Linked DNA regions of Urocitellus parryii: region 2 is linked to region 1. The links are chromatin contacts, called in public Hi-C maps. All regions are on one chromosome and are shown on one strand. The core of a region is the stretch at or near the end of the contact, and the rest is flanking DNA. Distances in the headings are between cores, read along the strand shown. Region 1 holds the start of LOC113190318. Region 2 holds the start of Bms1 (BMS1 ribosome biogenesis factor).

Region 1 (6,622 bases), core at 1,210-3,709:
ATTATAAATTAGGTGTCCTTATCTTAATTCATGCCAATAGTAGATAGGCAGGAACCTATCACCATTGCTTTCATACCAGCAGTGCAATTAGCATCTTAGCACTAGAGTTTTGAATTTAAAGACCCCTTGAGAGGGTTTTAGGGTTCCCAGGGGTCTTAAGACCATACTTTGAGAGCAGTGTTTTCCTTGAAGATGATCTGTAACATAGCTCCCTTTCTAGTTAAATACCTGAGCTCTCTTAAAAACACATACACACATTAAACACACATACACAAAGTGAAACAAAGGCTAAATAAATGACTCACCTTGAACTTGTTCATTTTCTGCTGCTCTTGGGAAAGGGTAGAAACTATAAAGCCCGAGCAGGGAAAGTTGTAAGAGAAAAGTCATAAGAGACCATATGTTACAGCTCCAGGAATCTCCTGTGGGAAATTTCCATACAATATTTTAGTAAAATCTAAACCCCTGGAAAAATGTCCCTTTGACCCCTGAGAAGGAATAGGAAGTACCATGATGAAGTAGTACCCACCTGTCCATCGATGACTCTGACATAATCTTGATGAACCTGGGATATTTTTGAGTGAATCTAAACATTTCTTTCTTATTGGTTGCTTTGAAAATTATGTGTATGTTCACTGAATAACACAAAAGAATTGAAAACATAAATAATAAATAACAGATTAAATACAATGTATAATATATCCAAACATGGATCCCTATGTCTAGCATTACAGATGATGAATTGATATATTTATTGATATATAAAAGGTGTTTAGTTTACATTCATAACAATTTTTCCTGTTAATATTATAAATCCCACAATTATAAAGTTATTTCAGCGTTTTCAAAAATGAGATAGTTCTTCTCCTTAAATTAGTTTCTTTTGATATAGTGAATCTGGAGACTTCAGTTCTACCTTAGGCTTACTTTCAATGCTGCTACCTTTAATATAAGGAAAAATCAGGTAATCTTGAACAACCTCTCATGTGATTTTTAAAGTCTTTACCCAGGACCACAAATCTGGATAGTGCCCTGGATTTCACTGACCTTTCAAATTTAGGCTGGGTCTAGGGTAAAATTTAGTTCAGCCTTGATAAACTGACATGGCCCCTAATCTGCTGACACATAAATCTAGCTTCTTAAATAGCACTTTGGCTCCAAAATTCCCAGACACTTCATAGATGTAGCAAAGACAACAGTTGCCACAATCCTGTGGTCCTTTTCATAAGCAGCAGAAACAACTTCCAGCTACCCTACGCTTAAAAGATAATTATAAGCCCAGATACCACCAGCCATCAGAAGCATTATCACATCACATACATAATAAAAAGCATGGAAGAATCACAGTTGGTTGTTTTTTTTTTTTTTTTTAAGTCTGTCTCTACCATTTCCCCTCTAGAAATTAGCCTTTAGCCTTGATAGACTTTCCAAATTCTTAGAGAAATTTAAAATTGAAAGCTCAAACTCTGGTTTCAATTTATGCGCTTGCTGAGAACAATCAGGTTGGAGGATGTAGGAAGGGTCTTAACTGACTTTTTGAGCCAAGGGTTCTAAAGGAATCCCAAGAATTTTTGGAAATAGAACACTACATGGAGAGATGATGTTCAATACACTTCACAACTATACTCTGGTGGTGCTTAAGTACAACTGCTTGCTTAAATACAAACTAAGACTGGATTTTAATGTAGGAAAGAGCATTAACTACAGAGTAAAAACAGTGAGAGTTTAAATCCTACCTAATTCCGAGTAAACCAATTTATATCTCTGAACCTGTAATACTATAATCTATTAAAACGGAGGTGGTCACTGCCAATGATTAAAGGAGCCAATAATGAAAACAACAGCATGCCTTGTAATAAAAGCAGCTCACCTTTATTAATTCCTTATTATTTACATCTACTGCCTTATTCAGGACAGCAAACGACCCTCAAGGGTGCTTTCATCATCATTTTACAGATGACTGAATCACCCTGAGATCAGCTCGCCCATCCAGCCGCACACCCTGGATCTGGGCCAAGCCTGGCTACAGCCAGCGTCGCAGAGGCGCTCGGACTCAGCGGGTCCAGCTCCACGTTACCCAGAGCCGCTCCCTCCGGGCGGCCCGGCCTGCTTTCCCCGCAGAGTGGGCCCTCCTGGGTTGCCCCTTACAGGTCGCGACAACAACTCTTGGAGAAGGTCGGCTGTGCAAAAGGCCGGCTTCCCTGCCAAGTCCCTCCCGCAGGCCCTGTAGGCTCTCGGCGCAGGCCGCGGCCTCCAGATTTTGACCCGGCAGTCGCAAAGTCTAGCTTCCCAGCTCCCGACCCGCCCACAGAGGCCTTCGACACACCTGCAAGGGATCTGTCTTCGATCCCAGGCCACTCTGAGCCCCGGCCCCTCCCTCAGCTGCGCTGCGGCGACCTGGTAGCTCCGGAGTCTTCAACCCCCTGCGGCGTGACACAAAGCCGCCCAGACAGAAAGGAAAGGGCATTGCACATGCGCAGAGCGCACCCTGGGGGGGGGGGGGGGGAAAGCCTCCGCTTTGACACGAATTTGGATGAAGTTAAGCGATTTGGCGCCCTCTAGTGATCTGATGATTCCTGCTGGGCTTTTCTGGAGACTTGAGCTTTTGGTTATTCATGGGAGTTGAGTGGTTAAAATTGGCTTAAAGGCAGAAAACCACCCGAAGTGGTATTGATGGACAACTTAGGTAACGTGGTTGGGACTCAGTACTATAGTGATGTACGACAGAAGAAATAAGGACAGGTATAAAGGAAGCATATGGGAAAGAAAAGGGATTGTAGCTTTAAATCTAAAAACTCCATGGACACCCACACTTTCATTTCTTCAGGCCTGAGTTCGTAAAAGTCCAATAAATCTTAGTCCAGATAATTAATGCCTTTATATTTCTTTATTGAACAAAAATGTATTTTCAGACTGAAGCCTAGAGAAATTGCCAAGTGCTATTGACTAGATACGACAACCTGAAATTCTGAAAATAGTCTCAAAATAATTGAGCTCATTAAGCTGACACAGGATAGTGGAGAGCTGAAGCTCCAAACTTCAGTTCTTATATCCCAACTTAATAAAAGCTAAAGTCAGACACGAAAAGTCAAGAGAATTTAGTTATAAAAAAAGATTCAAGCAAAGAAGCTTTCTAGAGAGGGTCGCCTGTGGGCAGAGAAGGGCAAAAGAAACAATGCTGCTTCCAAATTTATTGCTGCCTTATGTTTACCTTGAGAACTGTGGTCTACCTTCTGTGGTCTGCGCTAATCAGATGTTTACTCCCTCTTCACATAGATTGCAGGAGTTTTGGGCCCTAGTTGGTCATCTCTCTGTCTTGGAGACTATAGTATTGGAGGAGGGGGAGCTTCTTCTGCAATTCAATTGTATGTTAATGAGGGTGCTGGGGTCATGACCTGGCAGACTTCATCTTAGTGTGCCTGTGGTATTAATGAAACTTCTTAACTACACTGAGAAACCTATGGCCATAAATATTAATTTTACAATGACCTTGGTAGACCCTGTCAGGAGTTAGCCCCACTGATCTTTCCTTCATAGTGTATTTCTTAGTTGTCTTTGTTTCCCTGTGTTTATTCTCAGGTTAGTACACCTGCAATAGATGCAATACTAACATAATCTACAGTCCATGTTCAAATTTTGCTCACTGTCTCAATTAAGACTTAAGTAATACTTTGTTGATTCAATATCCACAATCATAAATGTTTATGTACCTAATAGGACAGCTTAAAAATATATAATTTTATACATTGCTTACAAATTTATAGTTTAAGATCTCATACTCCCTTCTCAGTATTTTGTATGCCAATAGAAAGTCAGCAAGTACATAAAATTTTTAACATCACTAATGTGACTAATGTTTATAAAGTACATTTACTCTCCAAAAGAAAAATATACATTCTGTTCAAGTGCACATGCAAAATTTACCAAAAGACACTATATAATATATCATAAATTTAAAAGGATTCAAGTCATTCAAAACACATTATTTGACCATGTTGTAATTAAATTATAAGTTAATATCTATATGTATCTGGAAAATATCCAAACATTTGGAAAATAAATAATCTAAATATACCATGTGTTAAAGTAGAAATCAAAGGGGGAAATTAGAAGCTAATTAGGACTGAATTAAAATAAAAACAATCCAAATTTGTATGTTGTTACTATGTAACTGCTGAATGAAAGGAACTTTTTTTTAAAGAAAAAAATCTCTAATGAATGACCTCAGCTTCTACCTGAAGAAACTAGAAATATAAGACCAACTGTAACTGAAAGTAAGCTGAAGAAGGTAAATAAGAGACATCAGAGTGGGGAATCAAAGATGATGAAGTAGAGGAAGACTGCATTTTCCAGTTTGCCCCCTGGCTTGAAGCAAGAGTTCTCAATGAGACTGGTGACAGAGAGAATTGTAATTCAACATTGGATCATCAGAAACTCAAAGAGATGCCGAAATTCTATTACCACACAAGCATCTATAAAATTCAGAGGATCTTTAGAGACTACTGTGAAAACTTATATGCCAATATAATAGAAAGTCTTGAAGAAATGGAAAGATTTCTAGATACATACCACCTAGTAAAATTAAACCAAGAAGATATATAAAACCTGAAGAGACCAATAGCAAGTAATGAGATTGAATGGGTAATAAAAACTGATGTTTGAACAAAGAAAAACCCAGGAACAGGAGATGTATTCCAGGCAAATGCAGGTGAAAGGTCAGAGGGCCCCTTTCCTAAATAGCACCCACTCATCAGGCAAAGGCTCCATTCTAGAAATAGTAGGTCAAAATTCCTGGGACCCTGATAGTCCTAGCCACACTATACTTGTAGGATAGAAGTTTAAATCCCATGTGTGGCATACAAAGAATACTAAAGAGTTCCATCCTCCACCAGCAGTCTGTTTGCAAACAGTGGTGTAACTGTGACAAAATTAGGCCACTGTTCCTATCTCTAGCTCCAGAGCTGTAGCATAGAGTTTTTTCCCAGAGGGAGAAGCAAATTATGAGAGAGAGAGAGAGAGAGAGAGAGAGAGAGAGAGAGAGAGAGAGAGAATGCGCGCAAGCGTGAGTGAACATGCTATGAAGCTGTCTCCATGGGAATTGATTATAAAAGATAATATGGAAAGTGAAACAACCGAGATTTGGGGTATTGACAATGAAGAAGGCTGGTAGTTCCATGAGGGAAACAAGTTATACCAGAAGTTTACCAGAATAAACTAGACAAAAACATTCCAGAAAGAATAGTCCTGGTATTAAGGGTCAGATAGATGAAAATGGTAGAACACAAAGTTAAGGAGAATAATTCTATATAATGGACCCACTGTTCTGACCTCCACATACTTTCTTTGCCAAAGAGCAATTTGCCTGCAGCCTAGCCAGGTCTAAGTGGACAGGATATGTCACAATCCTCAGCAAACTGAGGGAGGGGCAAAAGTCAGGTAATCAGTGTAGGTAATTAAGGATGATGGTTGAGAGAGGATGAAGACTGGCTAACAAAGAACAATGGGTTGATAATGGTCAACCTCTGGATTGTGCTCCTAGGCACTCTGGGTTGCTAACAATTAACCACCATGCTTCTGTTCCTTCCTGTTCTGAGGTTCCGTAAAAAAGCAAGTCGAACCCCCTTTCATGGACTCTTGGCTCTGAGGTTCCACTTCTCTTCGAAAACTCTGTCCCTATCACTTTCTTAATAAAACTTTCTCTCTATGCTTGCCTCAGCATCTCTTGTGTTTATTCTTCAACACTGGGGAATAAGAACCTGTTCCCCATCTGCAATGGACTGGTATCACTGGAATCAGAATCTGAAAACCTGGTCTCAAAGACTATTTTTGAAAAGCAGACTGAACTTAATTGGATCATTGTAGTGTAATTTATATTCCAGATCATTGTGTAAAACAATAACTATCAGCTTGAAATTAGTAGTGACTAACCAAAAGGGACAGTTTTATAAAGAGATTAGGGAAAAAGAGAGTTTTGCTGGGAACATTGCTATTCTTGGCTCACTGTGAAAATGCCCAGGGCTTCACCATTCTGAGGAACTACATCAGAGGTTGCGCTTTGCAAGGGAATTAGACTTCATTACAATAGCCCAGACAAGTCACTCCTCAAGCAGGCAAACACAATGCCCTGGTGTGTGTGTGTGTGTGTGTGTGTGTGTGTGTGTGTGTGTATGTGGCAGGGGGATCAATAGACACATTGTCATAATACATAGTCTACAATATTCATTTTTAAACAACAGCAAATTATGAGATACAAAGAAGTAGGAATGTGTGACCATACACAAAGAAAATTCAGGTAACAGTGCCTACAAGAAGAAAATGTAGCCCCAACTCTCCATCATGTTGGCTTAGGAACCAATTTCCTCAACAAGACTCCTAAAGTGCAAGAAATAAAATCAAGAATCAATAAATATGATAGTATCAAACTAAAAAGCTTCTTCACAGCAAAGGAAACAATTAAGAATGTGAACAGAGAGCCTACAGCATAGGAGACATTTTTTTGCCATCTGCACCTCAGATATGGCATTAATTTCCAGAATATATAAGAACTCAATCTTAACCCCTACCCCCACCCCCAAAAAAATCCCAATCAATAAATGGGCAAAGGAACTGAACAGGTACTTCA
Region 2 (6,619 bases), core at 1,125-3,624, 130 kb before region 1:
ACCTACCTGACACAATCGTTACAGGGCCTCTGATTTCAGTCAACTTTTGCCTGGTAAAATTCCGAATGAGGCACTGTATCAAAGTGCTCTTTCCAACTTTTGGAGGTCCCATCACCACTACCACTATTGGTGGGGGCTCTAGTGGAGTTCGATCAACCACTGGAATGTGATGCTTTTTGGTCTTTAAATCCTGAGTCCTATTTGTAAAAATAAATTAATTCACTTTCAAAATAATAAAGGTTAGAACTTTGTTAAGTACAGATTTTATAGAGAGAACAGAAAATACATGGATACAATTAACTTGTTGTTAACTTATTAACTTCTCACCCCAAGCAAAGTAACTGCTTTCAGTAAAGATGTAACAGGATGACTTCAAAAGTAAAGTGAGTTGAGGAGCTGAGATTGTAACTCAGTGATAAAGTGTGTGAGGCACTAGGTTCAATTCTCAGTACCACATAAAGATCCATCGACAGACAACTAAAAAATTTTTTAAAAAGTAAAGTGAGTTGAAAATTAAATACATCTTAAATCTGATTGTTTTAAGAGTTAAATTTAATAGTTTAAAAGGAAACAAAAGATAAACACTGAGGCAGTGTGTCATAACAAATAAAAGCAGAGGTTTTGGAGATCAATTTGACTGTTGTATTTACTGGTTATGTGATGGAGGAGGTAAAACTTGTTTTCTTATTCATTAAGGACAAAAATAATTCTTAATCTGTTAAGGCTGTTGATATATTTGATTAAATAATGTTTTAAAAACACTGCTGGGCATTCAATAAGGATTCCCTAAATAAAGCTACTTTAGTATCATATGTTACAATTTTAGAATTATGTAAAAATTTTTAGGGGGAAATGCACATAACATCACAGGTTGTTAAAACTTAGGGAAAAAAACTATAAATTAAATTCTGTAAATTCTTTTTTCTTGGGCAAAAATAACCACAGTGGGCATATGCTGGAGGCAAGGCTGCTTCTATGGGAAAGGCTTCTCATGTTTTAGTAAGACACATGGCATGCAGGTGTCTTTCAAAGCTCAGAAAGCCAAATACTGTCTCCCACCACCTAAGAAAGAATAAATAGAACCACCGCCAGAATTCAGAGAAACATACCTGTGAAAGGATCTAGCCATCCGCACAGCAGACTGAACTGCAAAAGCTTTGGGGTTTCTCTTCCGGGCATCATCTTCATCTCCAAGTTGAAGATCCTGCAGATGCCGTTTCTTTTTCTTCTCAGCTTTGGGCCCACTGTGTTTCTTTCTGTGTTTCTTCTGATCCTTGGACTCCATAGTGGCTATTTATCAACTCACAAGTAACTATACAGAATGGGATGGAAAGGTGGGGGAAGTATTTTACAATGAAGGCAAGGAGGTGGGCAGGGGTGTGCCTGTGCAGTTAATTCCACATATTTCTTTATGAAAAGATGATGCATTTATTCAATTAACAGGTGCAGAAACTACTTAATACCACCCTCCATTTCACTTCTCTCGGTTACGCCATAAATTACAAGAGTTATCTCTGCTAAGGATACCTTTTATGTTTGTTAAATTTTATTCATCTTAAGTGTCCTGTCAATATCAGAGGTGTCCACTCCTGTATAAAGATGGGCTGGGAATATAGCTCAGTTGGTAGAGTGCCCGGGTTCAATCCCCAGCACCACAAAAAAAAAAAAAAAAAAAAAAAGATTCTCTATCTGTATTTTCCCATACAGTAAGCCACAAGGTCACTATATGGGAAAATATACTTAGGGAAACTGGAAAAAAAAAAGAATCTAAATTTTAATAAATTTAATTCCAAATTTAAATAGGTATATGCGGCTAGTGGCTAACATACTGGACAGCTCAAGCCTAGACATCAACTGATTTTATGGTCTTCTAACTTAAACTAAAATTTTAATTTCTAACTTAAACTAAAACGTCTAAAATATTTTACTGGCCGTCCAATCGCATGTGCTGGACGGGCATATTTTCTATCTGCCAGAGAAGTAAATTTTATCCTACTTGTACGGGCTCCCTCCTACCTCCCTCTTTTTTTTTTTTTTTTTTTTTTTTAAAGCTGGATAAACTCTAGGTCGCCGCTGGGACCATCCTGCCACGAAACTACCATTCCCTGCCACCTTCCCTCCTGGTCCGGAATTTTTGCCAAATTCACTCCGCTATTCCCCAATGACCTCAGAACCGTACCACGATCTCGACTCAGTACCCTCCCAGAGACCCAGAGCCCTCAAACTCGTCGACCCGAACCCGCGGCGGTTACCGGGTTCACAACTGCTACTCCTCAGCTCCACATGGACGCCACCGGAAACGGAAATTCGCACCACCCGCTGGCTCTCGGGTGGAAAACAAGAAACAGAAGAAAGGTGTCTACAGAAGGACCAATTTCAGAGGAAAATGCCGGAAGGAAGTCTTGTGATTGGCTGAGTGTGAGCGCAAGCGCCGTCTGCGCCGTTCTTTCCACCCCGCCGCGCCCCGCGGCGCTCCGCCCCGCGCAACGAATCCCCCGCCCGGCCGAAACTCCGCTGAACCGCAAGTCCGGCCAAGTCATTGCGGAGAGGAGGCTGTCGGGCGTGCTTGAATCCCAGACCAAGGCCAGGGCTACAGTGCTGTACGAAAGGCGGAAGTGGGTACATTTAGTCCACCTAGTCACCGTGTCAGTACCCTTCGAAAGCCTTGAGTCCCACAGCCGCCGACTCACGGAATGGACTTTTCACTCCATTGGCGTCCACTTCATTGTCCTTAGAGACGGCAGCGCCAGGGAAGGATTCCTCGAGTTCTTTGGATCTCTAGTGCCCTCTTTTGCCAGGACCGATAGACTCTCAGAACAAGGATAAACGGCCCCGGCCTGAATTGCTTCGCCCTTCTCCTTGGAAAAAAGGATTTTCCTTGAAGGAATGCAGCATTCTGCAGTTGTCTTTGTGCACAGCTTTGCCATACCCATTCCTAACTGAGGAAATGTCTTTGAGTCCCTTTAATCCTGGTCTCAGCTAAACTTAGAAAGTTTGGTCAGAGGATGTATCTTCCTCTTGTCTTGCAGGGTTTCTTTTCAATATGATTGCACCAGTGCACCTGGGGGACTCAATTCTGTGCCACATAACTAGGCTCACTCTAATAATGGAGACCCCCATACTCCATTTCATTTCACAGTGAGCTTGTCAGACTCTCAGCATTTACAGATATATTCACCCTGCACTTTACACTTTGTGCTGTTCTGGGGAGGCTAACATGACACATACTCCCCTTATATATGAAGAGCTTGGATGTTTTAACTCCTCCAACATTATTCTCTCTTTCTTCTTGGAGATTTCAGTACACAGGTAGATGATCCTTCTAACATCTTCTTGGGCCCAGGAAGCATATTCTTGTACTCTGCCTTACCTTAGCTTCTCACTCCCCGCCTTCATCCCATCATACTTGACAGATATGAGGACTGCAAGCCCTGTGGCATTCTAATCTGCACCACTACCTCCTATCTTTCCAGGCTACCTCATCTATTGCCCTGAAACAAAATTTCTATTACTTTACCAGCACCTCCAATCTGATCTTACTTCCTGTTCATTGTTTCATCCTGCCTTAATAACTTCTCTGTCTCCAGCAGGCTAGCCTAAAGTCCAATGCTGATGCATCAGTTGACCAATCATTTTTGATGGCCAATTATCGGCACTGGTCTCTTGCATATCTCCTCAACTCACCCACCTCCCCATTACTTCATCATCTGCTTGGTAAGATGGGAGCCCTGAATAAATAAAATTCTTTTATTTATTTTTATTTTTCACATTTTTATTGGTACATTATAATTGAACATAATGATGGGATTTTTGTTACATATTCATACATGCATACAATATAACAATATAATTAGGCCAAAATCACTCCCCAGCATACCCCCCCTTCCTCCCTGTCTCTTTCCCCTTGATCCTTTTCCTCTATTGATCTCCCTTTGATTTCCCACCTTTTTCCTTTTTGTTCTCTAGCTTCCAAATGAAAGAACTCCCTTCTGAGTCTGACTTATTTTGCCTAACATAATGGTCTCTAGTTCCATTCATTTTCCTGAAAATGACATAATTTTATTTTTCTTTATGACTAAATAAAACTCCATTGTGACTATATCTCACACTTTCTTTATCTTAATCTGTTATGGACACCCAGGCTGGTTGCATAGTTTGGCTATTGTGAATTGTGCTGCTATAAACATTGGTATGCATGTATCACTGACATATGATGACTTTAATTCTTCAGGATGAATACTGAGGTATAGTCTATATGGATCATATGGTGGTACCATGCTTAGTCTTTTGAAGAACCTCCATACTGATTTTTCCAAAGTGGTTGTACTACATTAACACTTTTACCAACAGTGTAAAAATGTTCCTTTTCCTCCACATTCTCTCCAGCTTTTATTATTATTTGAATTCTTTTTTCTATTTTATTGGTGTTTTATAGTTGTACATACTGATGGAATTTGTTGTTACATATTTGTACACGTACACCATGCATAATATATCAATATAATTTGGCCAATATCACTCCTCTTGAGACTACCATTCTGACTGGTTTGAGATGATATTTCAGTGTAGTTTTTATTTGCATTTCCCTAGTTGCTAATAATGTGGAACATTTTTTTCATACATTTTTTGGCCATTTGTATTTCTTCTTTTGAGAAGTGTCTGTTTAATTCATTTCCCCATTTGTTAATTGGGCTATTTGATTTTTTAGTGTAAAGTTTTTTGAACTCTTTATATATTTTAGATAATAATTCTCTGTTAGAAGAGTAGCTAGCAAAGAATTTTTCCCATTCTGTAGGTCCTGTCTTCACATTCCTAATTGTTTCCTTTGCTGTGCAGAAGCTTTTAAATTTGATGTCATCCCATTTATTAACTCTTGGTGTTATTTCCTGAACATTAGGGGTCCTATTGAGAAAATCTTCCTGTGCCCATATCCTGGAGTGTTGACACTATGCTTGCTTCTAGGAGTTGCAAAGTTTCTACTCTCATTCTTCAGTCTTTGATCTATTTTGAGTTGATTTTTGTGCAACAAGAGAGATAAGGATCTAGTGTTATGCTCGAATTCGGGACCCCCAAAGACCACCAGAGACCCAAGATCGGTGTAAGCAGCAAAGTGTTTATTGTGAGCTAGCTCGGTCCTCCGTGCACACACACAGCAACTGGTGACGCTAAGAGGCCCTGAGCCCTGGATTTACAGCATTTTTATACATTCTTTGGAGAAGGCAGGGACTTCACATACATCATAGCCTCTTTTAGCAAATCATCACACACTGCTGGAAAATCAAATAACAACTCTAAAACATGATTAGCACATTCACTGGCGGGAACAAGTTGGGTAGGGGTGATTGGTCAGTACAAAAGGGGTGTTCATTTGAACTGATTGGTTTAAGCCAAGAGGGGTGTACAGTGCTGAACTACATGGTTTCCCAACATGTTATCAACCACCATAAACTACTGGGAGGGTCATCTGGCATCCCAGGTATTTCCCTGTCTCATGCTGATTGGTGGCTACTGGGGGGTTGCTATGGATCTCCATCTAGCCTGACTGAGTCAGGGACACCTGGCGCAGCAGATCTCTCCTGTTATTGTAGACAAACAACTTAGCAGGATGGGAATGTGCTTAGGAGTGCTCTGTGGGTTTTTCCAAGGACAAAGGCCATGTCCCTTCCCTGGACAGGCTTTGCTCTGAGATAGAGGCTGGTTTTTCACTAGTTTCATTTTTCTCCATATGGATAACCATTTATCCCAGCACCATTTGTTAAAAAGGTTGTCTTTGCTCCAATGTGTGTTTTTAGCACTTTTGTTAAGGATCAGATAACTGTAGATGTGTGGGTATATCTCCATGTGTTCTATTCTGTAACACTCTTCTGTGTCTGTTTTTATGCCAATACCATGCAGTTTTTGTTACTATAGCTCTGTAATATAATTTGAAGTCAGGTATTGTAATGCCACCAGCATTGACTTTTTTGGTTTAGGATTGCTTTGGCTTTCCTGGGTTTTCTATTCTTCCAAATGAATTTTAGAATTTTTTCCCTAGTTCTATGAGGAACATCATTGGTATTTTGATGGGGATTGCACTGAATCTGTATATTGCTTTTGGTAGTATGGCCATTTTAACAGTATTAATTCTAATTATCCATGAACATGGGAAATCTTTCCATCTTCTGAGATCTTCAATTTCTTTTTCCAGTATTCTGTAGTTTTCACTGTAGAGGGCTTTCACCTCCTTGGTTAGATTTATTCCTTGGTATTTTGTTTTGAGGGTATTATGAATGGAATTGTTTTTCTGATTTCTTTCTCAACAGATTGACTTTTGATATATAGGAGAGCTATTGATTTTTATATGTTTATTTTGTAACCTGCTGCTTTACTAAATTTGTTTATTAGCTCCAGCAGTCTTTTGTTGGAGTTTTTTGGATCTTCTTGGTACAAAATCATAACATCTTCAAATAGTGATGATTTAATTTCTTCCTTTCCTATTTTTTGGATAAATCCAATTCTATTCTGTGCTATAACAATGCAATGAAACATGAGTGGTGGGAAACAGAACCATGCCTGCCAACCTCATTTTAATAATCATGTTTACATGATCTATTCAATCTCCCATCCTTTTTCCTCCTTG

The links. Hi-C and Micro-C count contacts between places; a contact is called where the count stands out from the background.
Region 2: a Hi-C map of liver shows a contact between it and region 1, with 3 times the contacts expected there. The contact joins the promoter of Bms1 here to the promoter of LOC113190318 in region 1. A contact is called at or near these places in 2 of 2 Hi-C or Micro-C datasets (liver and muscle).

Annotation. Positions count from the first base shown.
Region 1 is chr5:125,048,904-125,055,525 of mUroPar1.hap1, reverse strand. It overlaps LOC113190318, which reads right to left and starts at 2,459. Exons shown (of 7, transcript XM_026399536.2): 1 at 2,327-2,459; 2 at 530-635; 3 at 306-422. The coding sequence starts at 320.
Region 2 is chr5:125,180,674-125,187,292 of mUroPar1.hap1, reverse strand. Bms1 (BMS1 ribosome biogenesis factor) reads right to left here and starts at 2,374. Exons shown (of 23, transcript XM_026399543.2): 1 at 2,253-2,374; 2 at 1,110-1,312; 3 at 7-197. The coding sequence starts at 1,285.